Regions from separate parts of the Gossypium hirsutum genome. Here region 2 is linked to region 1. A link is a contact called in public Hi-C data. All regions are on one chromosome and are shown on one strand. Each heading gives the region's core, a stretch centred on a gene start, on an enhancer-like site or on the middle of the called end of the contact. The rest is flanking DNA. Distances are from core to core; before and after follow the strand shown. Region 1 holds the start of LOC107955164 (60S acidic ribosomal protein P0). Region 2 holds the start of LOC107955167 (clathrin light chain 2).

Evidence for each region. Hi-C and Micro-C count contacts between places; a contact is called where the count stands out from the background.
Region 2: a Hi-C map of leaf shows a contact between it and region 1, with 3 times the contacts expected there. The contact joins the promoter of LOC107955167 here to the promoter of LOC107955164 in region 1. A contact is called at or near these places in 7 of 34 Hi-C or Micro-C datasets (callus, hypocotyl, leaf and 1 more).

The regions. Positions count from the first base shown.
Region 1 is chrD04:12,972,565-12,975,992 of Gossypium_hirsutum_v2.1, reverse strand. LOC107955164 (60S acidic ribosomal protein P0) reads left to right here and starts at 1,536. Exons shown (of 5, transcript XM_016890892.2): 1 at 1,536-2,099; 2 at 2,211-2,279; 3 at 3,159-3,257; 4 at 3,346-3,428. The coding sequence starts at 1,842.
Region 2 is chrD04:13,157,102-13,160,529 of Gossypium_hirsutum_v2.1, reverse strand. It overlaps LOC107955167 (clathrin light chain 2), which reads right to left and starts at 1,521. Exons shown (of 3, transcript XM_016890895.2): 1 at 888-1,521. The coding sequence starts at 1,189.

The sequences.
Region 1 (3,428 bases), core at 287-2,786:
TAACAAAAATTAAAATTGAATTATCATATGTAATATGTTAGTCCAAGAAAATAGTTGATAATGTTATTACTAATAAAAATAACAATAAAAATAAATATCATATGTAGTTTGGTCTAATTGCTCTAGTATTCCATATTTGTTGGGTTATTCACTCTTTAACATTCAACATATAGTCCTTATTACATCTAAATATGAATTTGCATCATTAAGATTATCAAGATTTTTTTCTTCCATGTACTCTTCAAAGTTTGAACCATCTCAATTCCGCCTATAAATGAAGTTATAAAGTATAACATGTGATCCAATTTTTTTTTTTTTATTGTTATGCTAAGGTGGTGTTGTTAATATAGGAAACCTCTTTTTTAGAACAACAAATGTCTTCTTAACCATATTTTGGAAGCTTTCAATGTCTCAAATTAAAGAGTTTCACAAGTTGTCTCTAGTACTTATGTTTGGCTCCATTCTCTCAAATGGTATCGTACCTCATGATATGGTGCAAGAAAACATTTTTGTATTTGCATAAGTAGCATCTACCACATTATATTTGGGTTCCAGTGCAAATAAGCTATAGTTTTAATTATATAAACTCAATTTGAAAAGAGACTTATGCTAGGCTATAGCCCTTTCTATAATAAGTACTTAAGTTAAAATAATATAAATTTTATAATATATAACCTTTTTAAAGAAAGGTTTTATAAAGTATCCAATAACTTTCAAACATCTCTTATAAATAATATAATTTTTGTCATAACTTTAGGAAGTTATTTTTTTATAAATAAATAATGAAAAAAATTATAACATTTTTTTAAAATATTTTTTATACTATATAGCATGGACACGTACAATGGTGGATTTTTTGACTAAATTTTGGGGGCCTAGTAAAATTTTCAAAAAATTTAAGAGTTTAATGAGACTTTTTTTTAAACAATTGGGGGTCTAATTGAAAATTTTGTGAGATTAGTAAGAATTTTCATAAATTTGAGGAAGCTTAATTAAAATTTTCTAAAATTTCAAGGAAAAAAACCTTTTTTTTTTAAATTTTGGTGGGGCCAAGGCCTTCTAGAGGATCTGCCCCTAGACGTGTAAATAAGTTATGCCATACTTTATGACTCTAACTTTTTTATTAATAAGTAGATTATAACACTTTTATAACATTAAAATTATTTTTATAATATAATTTTTTTTGTTATAACTTTCAAAAATACATATAAATTATTTTTTATAATATATTTTTTTAAGATTTATAATATAACCTTAGAAACTTTTGGCCATACCCATACCAAACACTCCTACTTATTTATTATTATAATATAGTTTTTTATAACTTATATAAAAATAATTTTTGAAATTAAATCATGTACGAGTATTTGAAAAGTTATACAATAATTAGATTTAAGTGTAATTATCCTAATTTTCGCATTCCCTTAAAAATTGAAAAGTATAATTTCTAATTCAGTCGAACTTATAAATTGCAATAATTATCCAAATATATTAACTTTATATAATTACAAAATAATTACATGCAAAGGGCGAGAAAGAAAAAGCAAGCTAATTGTATAGAAGTCTTCGGATATAATGACCTCAGTCTTCTATTTGAACGTTGATTTTCAAGGTTTTGTCTTAAAAAGGGCAATTTCTAAGGTCCACTAAACCATGATAAACCGGTCGAATATGAAGCCCAAACCCAATCTCGACCGTCTGGTCAAGAACAACCCTAAAACCCTAATTCCCCTTTCCCATTTCTCATCCTACTATATAACCCTACTGTAACCCTAATCCCCATTTTAACCGAGCATAAACTCATCGTCTTGGCCTTTTGTTACTAATACTACCATCCCAAAATGGCAGTGAAGCCCTCCAAAGCCGACAAGAAAATCGCCTACGATGCTAAATTATGTCAGCTCTTAGACGAGTACACCCAGATCTTAATTGCGGCAGCCGACAATGTGGGTTCGAATCAGCTCCAGAACATTCGCAAAGGTCTTCGAGGTGACTCAGTTGTTCTCATGGGTAAAAATACAATGATGAAACGGTCGGTCCGTATGCACGCTGAGAAAACCGGAAACCAGGCTTTCCTTAACCTTATCCCCTTGCTTCAGGTTCTTTAAACTTCTAATATTTATTAATATATTTTTTTTGGTATATTGGGCTCATTATTATTTTGTGTATAGAGCAAAGAAGTGATTGTTTTATGGGTTTATTTTAATCAGGGAAATGTTGGTTTGATTTTTACCAAGGGTGATTTGAAGGAAGTTAGTGAGGAAGTTGCCAAGTACAAGGTTTGTTATTATATCTTTCATATGAATTAAAATTGAAATATTTGATATTAGAATTGTTTCTGTCATTCTTTTTTTGTCAATGTTGCAATGTAATAAATGGAAAATCGAATTAAGAACATGTGAACTTGATATTTCATATTCTGTTGAAGTTATTATTATGTTGTTGAAAGTAGGTATTTATCTTTCACATTGATTTAATAATATTTTAGCTTTTTGATAGCTGAGAAATTCCATTCTCAGCTTTTGGGCTCGATTGTAAGAAGTTAAGTTGCATGTATGCTTCTGGGGATTCATTCTTTGCTTTCAACTCACTTGCTAACGTATTGTGATTGTTTGCGGCAATCCATATTCTTAAATTAAGCAATGGATTTGATACCAGTCTGATTGTGGAGTTCTATCTGGTTTTCTTTTGGTTCTGGATTTAGAAGTTGGGGACACCATTTGCTTCTGGTTCATTTGCTAGTATATTATAATAGTTTACTTGAACCCCCATACTTGAATTAACCAATACATTCGACGGAAATCTCTTTGTGGAGTCCAATTGTGTGTCCTTTTGGTTCTAGATTTGAAACTCATATGTTGTATTTTGAATCAGACTATCATGAATTTTTTCTTGGTTCTGTAAAGTTCAAGTTAATTTAATGTAGTTGTTTATTGCTAAAATATTGTGTTATTGGATCTGGCTTCAAAAGTTGAAAGATTCATTGTTTGCTGCTGGTTCATTTCCTAGTAAGTTATAATAGTTTTCATTTGAATGTATTATGAATTTCTTCTTGGTGCTATGAAGTTCAACTTCGTTTGATGTAATGGTTGTTTCTTGCTAAAATATCTTGTTTTCTCGATGTGCTTGGATTTACCATCATATTTTGTTTTGAACAGGTTGGAGCTCCTGCTCGTGTTGGTCTGGTTGCACCCATTGATGTGGTTGTCCCACCCGGCAACACTGGGCTTGACCCTTCACAAACTTCTTTCTTCCAGGTACTGCACTTTGTCTGCCAGTGATATCTTGTGTTTTACCTGTTAGAACCACTGCTCAGTTCATATCATTAATTTTGTTACATTTCAGGTGCTTAATATTCCAACCAAGATTAACAAGGGTACTGTTGAAATTATCACTCCTGTGGAGCTTATCAAGAAGGGCGACAAGGT
Region 2 (3,428 bases), core at 272-2,771, 180 kb before region 1:
ATTCGGACTCCGAAACGGCTTGGTGCACCGCTTAGGGTGGGTACACCAACCAACTAAGCTAAGCCACTACAAAATTTACTCAAAAGAAATGTATAAATTATTAAAGGAAATACAAAAAAGGGAAAAAAAAAATCCAGATATTCTCTTGATTCAATCTTTTTTCTTTTATAAGATGACCAAAGTTCACAAGTGATAAAAAAGTAAACGCACAACCAATCCTGTCCTAAAATATTTTAGCTCTCCGTTTTTTCCAAACTAGCCAGAGTATACTCTAGATTTGTGCTCTTAGGATGCAGATACCGTCCAATAATGGCTTGAGTGTCCAATTGACAGGAAACTGCTTTTTTCCAATGATACCACCAATTAGCTTATCTTTAGTTTTAAAAATGCCAGCTTGGAGGGAAATTACTAGCGCTACAACTCCATTTTCATGCCGAAATCTAACTTCATATTTTGACCCAATTCTTCTATCCGAATTTCTTATATGGTGCACCCATGCTAGTACCTCATTCCTTCTCTTTGATTCAATCTCTTAAAAGAATAAATCCAAAGAGAAGTAAAATCCTACAACTCTACTTCTAATCCCAGAAATTAGCACTAAATTCTTAGATTTCCCTACTTAAACCCTAATATGGCTTAACCAAACTTATTTAAAACTTTTCACAAAATTCAGTTCTTTTACACCCTAATATGACTTAACCAAACATATTCAAAATCTTCATAAAGATAAAAAATTCACTAAATCTAGATCTTTTGCACATTTCCAAAATACCTAAGTGCCATATTCATAACTTCAATTCCTAACTCTTTAACTTCCCCAAACTCTATACTTTAATATAAGACAAAATTATTCAAAAAAACATGAAATTTTTTTAATGGATCATAACCTTCTCCATTCCCTGAGAGCAACACCTTCCTCAGGCTCCATCTCCGCCGGCGGAGGCAAAACCGGGCCGTCCGATCCGCCAAAATCTTGGCCAAAACCCACCCCATTTGTGTATGAATCTGATGCAAACACATCATCACTGGAGCCCTTGGCATGATCCGAGTGGTCGGCGAAAGAGTCGAATTGCTGAGAAGGGTCGTATCCGGCGTAGCCGGCACCGTCTTCTTCCTGGTGTGGAACAGAGTCAAAAGAGTCTAAGGAGTCGTCGGCGAGTTGAGTGAAAGAGTCAGGGAAGGTTGACATTTTTCTTCTAAGCAAGGTCTTGTACGGAGACGACAAAGGGTTGATGAAAACAAGCTATGGAAATTGAATCGAAGTCAATCGCTGTCGCAATGGAAGGCACAAATGAAAAGACGATAACTCTCAAGGGATGTTAATGGGTTTGGTAAAATGAACCAATTGTTTGGGTTTGATGGAGGTGAGTTTTTGGGCCATTAAAACTCTGCAGAATTTCGTTCCGTATGGATCACTTTTCGTAGTTAGTTGTCCCCTGGAATGATGCAATCTTTAATGTCATAGTTCCAAATAAGAAAGAGGTTAAGACATTGAGATCATGCCCTTTCGGCTTACATTTCAACCCTTCCCACCACTTCAATCAGATTATTTTATTTATTCAATTTTTTTGTTTAATTATGATATTAGTCCCTATAACTTATGAATTTAGTTTTTATATTTTGATTTAGTTATCGTATTTATCGAATTTTAAAATTTATATCCTTAAGATGGTTGTTAAATTTAGGGATAAATACCAAAACTATACATGAACCATGATTTAATGTGCAATTGTATACATGAATTTTGATTTTATGTAATTTTATGCATGAAATTTTGATTTGATCCAATTCTTGTAAATTATTAACACAATTATTGATATAACATCATTTTATGTTTATATATTGCAATTATATTTATCCAATATAAAAATAAATTGATGTATTTATTTCTTTAAATGTGTATGATTAAATCAAAATTAAAGTTTCAAGTATACATTTGAACTACAATTAGAGTTTCACGTGTATAATTGCAGCAAATAAAGTTTATGTTTACAATTGCACATTAAATCAAAGTTCATGTATACTTTTTGAGATTTATCCCTTAAATTTATTAAGTATTTTTATTTTCAAAATCTTATGTAATAAAAATATTAGCACATGTCTAATTAGAGGTGTTCATGGGTTGGGCCGGGTTCGGGCCAGGCCCAAAAAAATTTCAGCCTGTGTCCTAGGCTCGGGCCCAGCTCGGCCCAAAAATGGGCCTGAAATTTTGTCCAGGCCCGGCCCGGGAAAAATTTCTAAGCCCGAGCCCGGCCTGGCCCGGCCATTTTTTTAATAAACACTAAAAATTTATTTTAAAAATAAAAAAGTATTTTAAAAATATTTTAAAATTAAAAAAATAAAAATATATATTTATTATATTCGGGCCGGGTGGGTCGGGCTCGGGCCAAAAAAGTGGTGCCCGAGGCCCGACCCGTTTTCTAAACGGGCCTCTTTTTTACCCAAACCCATATTTTGGGCCTATATTTTTACCCGAACCCTCCCATATTTCAGGCCGGCCGTCGGGCCGGGCAACAGCTCTATGTCTAATGCCATGTCAACTTGCTATTTTCATATATTACTCACAAAAAAGCAAGTTAATAGATTTAATGGTTGTTATTTGCATCAAGATTAAAATTTTAAAATTGAAAAAGCACAGGGACTAAGAATGACTAAATTAAAGAACGTCGATTAAATCTACAATTTTATGTGAGATACAAGAGTAATAACAAAAATTAACAAAAAAAAATTAATTGCTAATAGACTTAAATTTTAAAATTACAAAAGTGTAAGGGCTCAAAATCAATCCAATAAAAAAAATAAAAAACTAAAATTGATCAAATTAAAGCACACCAACTAAATATACAACTTAAGTATAATACAAAAATTAATAATAATTTTTTTGAAAATAAACAAGTTTTTTTTTTTAATTTTGTTTTTCGTTTTTTCTTTTTTTTAATCTCTAACAAGCACACCGCTTGAAAATTAGTGTGCAACTGTTTTTTTTTCTTGAATAAATTAGTGTGCAAATTTTTTGTTTTTGTTTAACATGTATTCATTATAAGGAGAGAAAAGAACAAGAAAAATAAAATTTTTTTATTGGGGGATTTGTTTTTTATTTGTACAACTTGTGTTTTTTTTTTTTTTAGAAATTGTTGGATTTTTATTATTAAAAACAAAGCTCATAACAGAGAGTCCAAAATACAGATTGGTCAAAATCAACAGACCAGCCCTAACCGAGCAAAAGAAATGAGATTGTTCTAGAAAAATAGAATGCATCAGCAGCATTAAAGATTAGCACGACTCCTGAGGTAACAAAATATCTCCTGATTTCGCACAGCTTTCACATCCTTCAACCCTTCCACTTTCTTAAGTCAATAACAAATAAAAAGAGGGGGATTTGCCTTCCTTCCTTTAATTTTCTTTTCCCTCTCTTGAATTCTATCGGT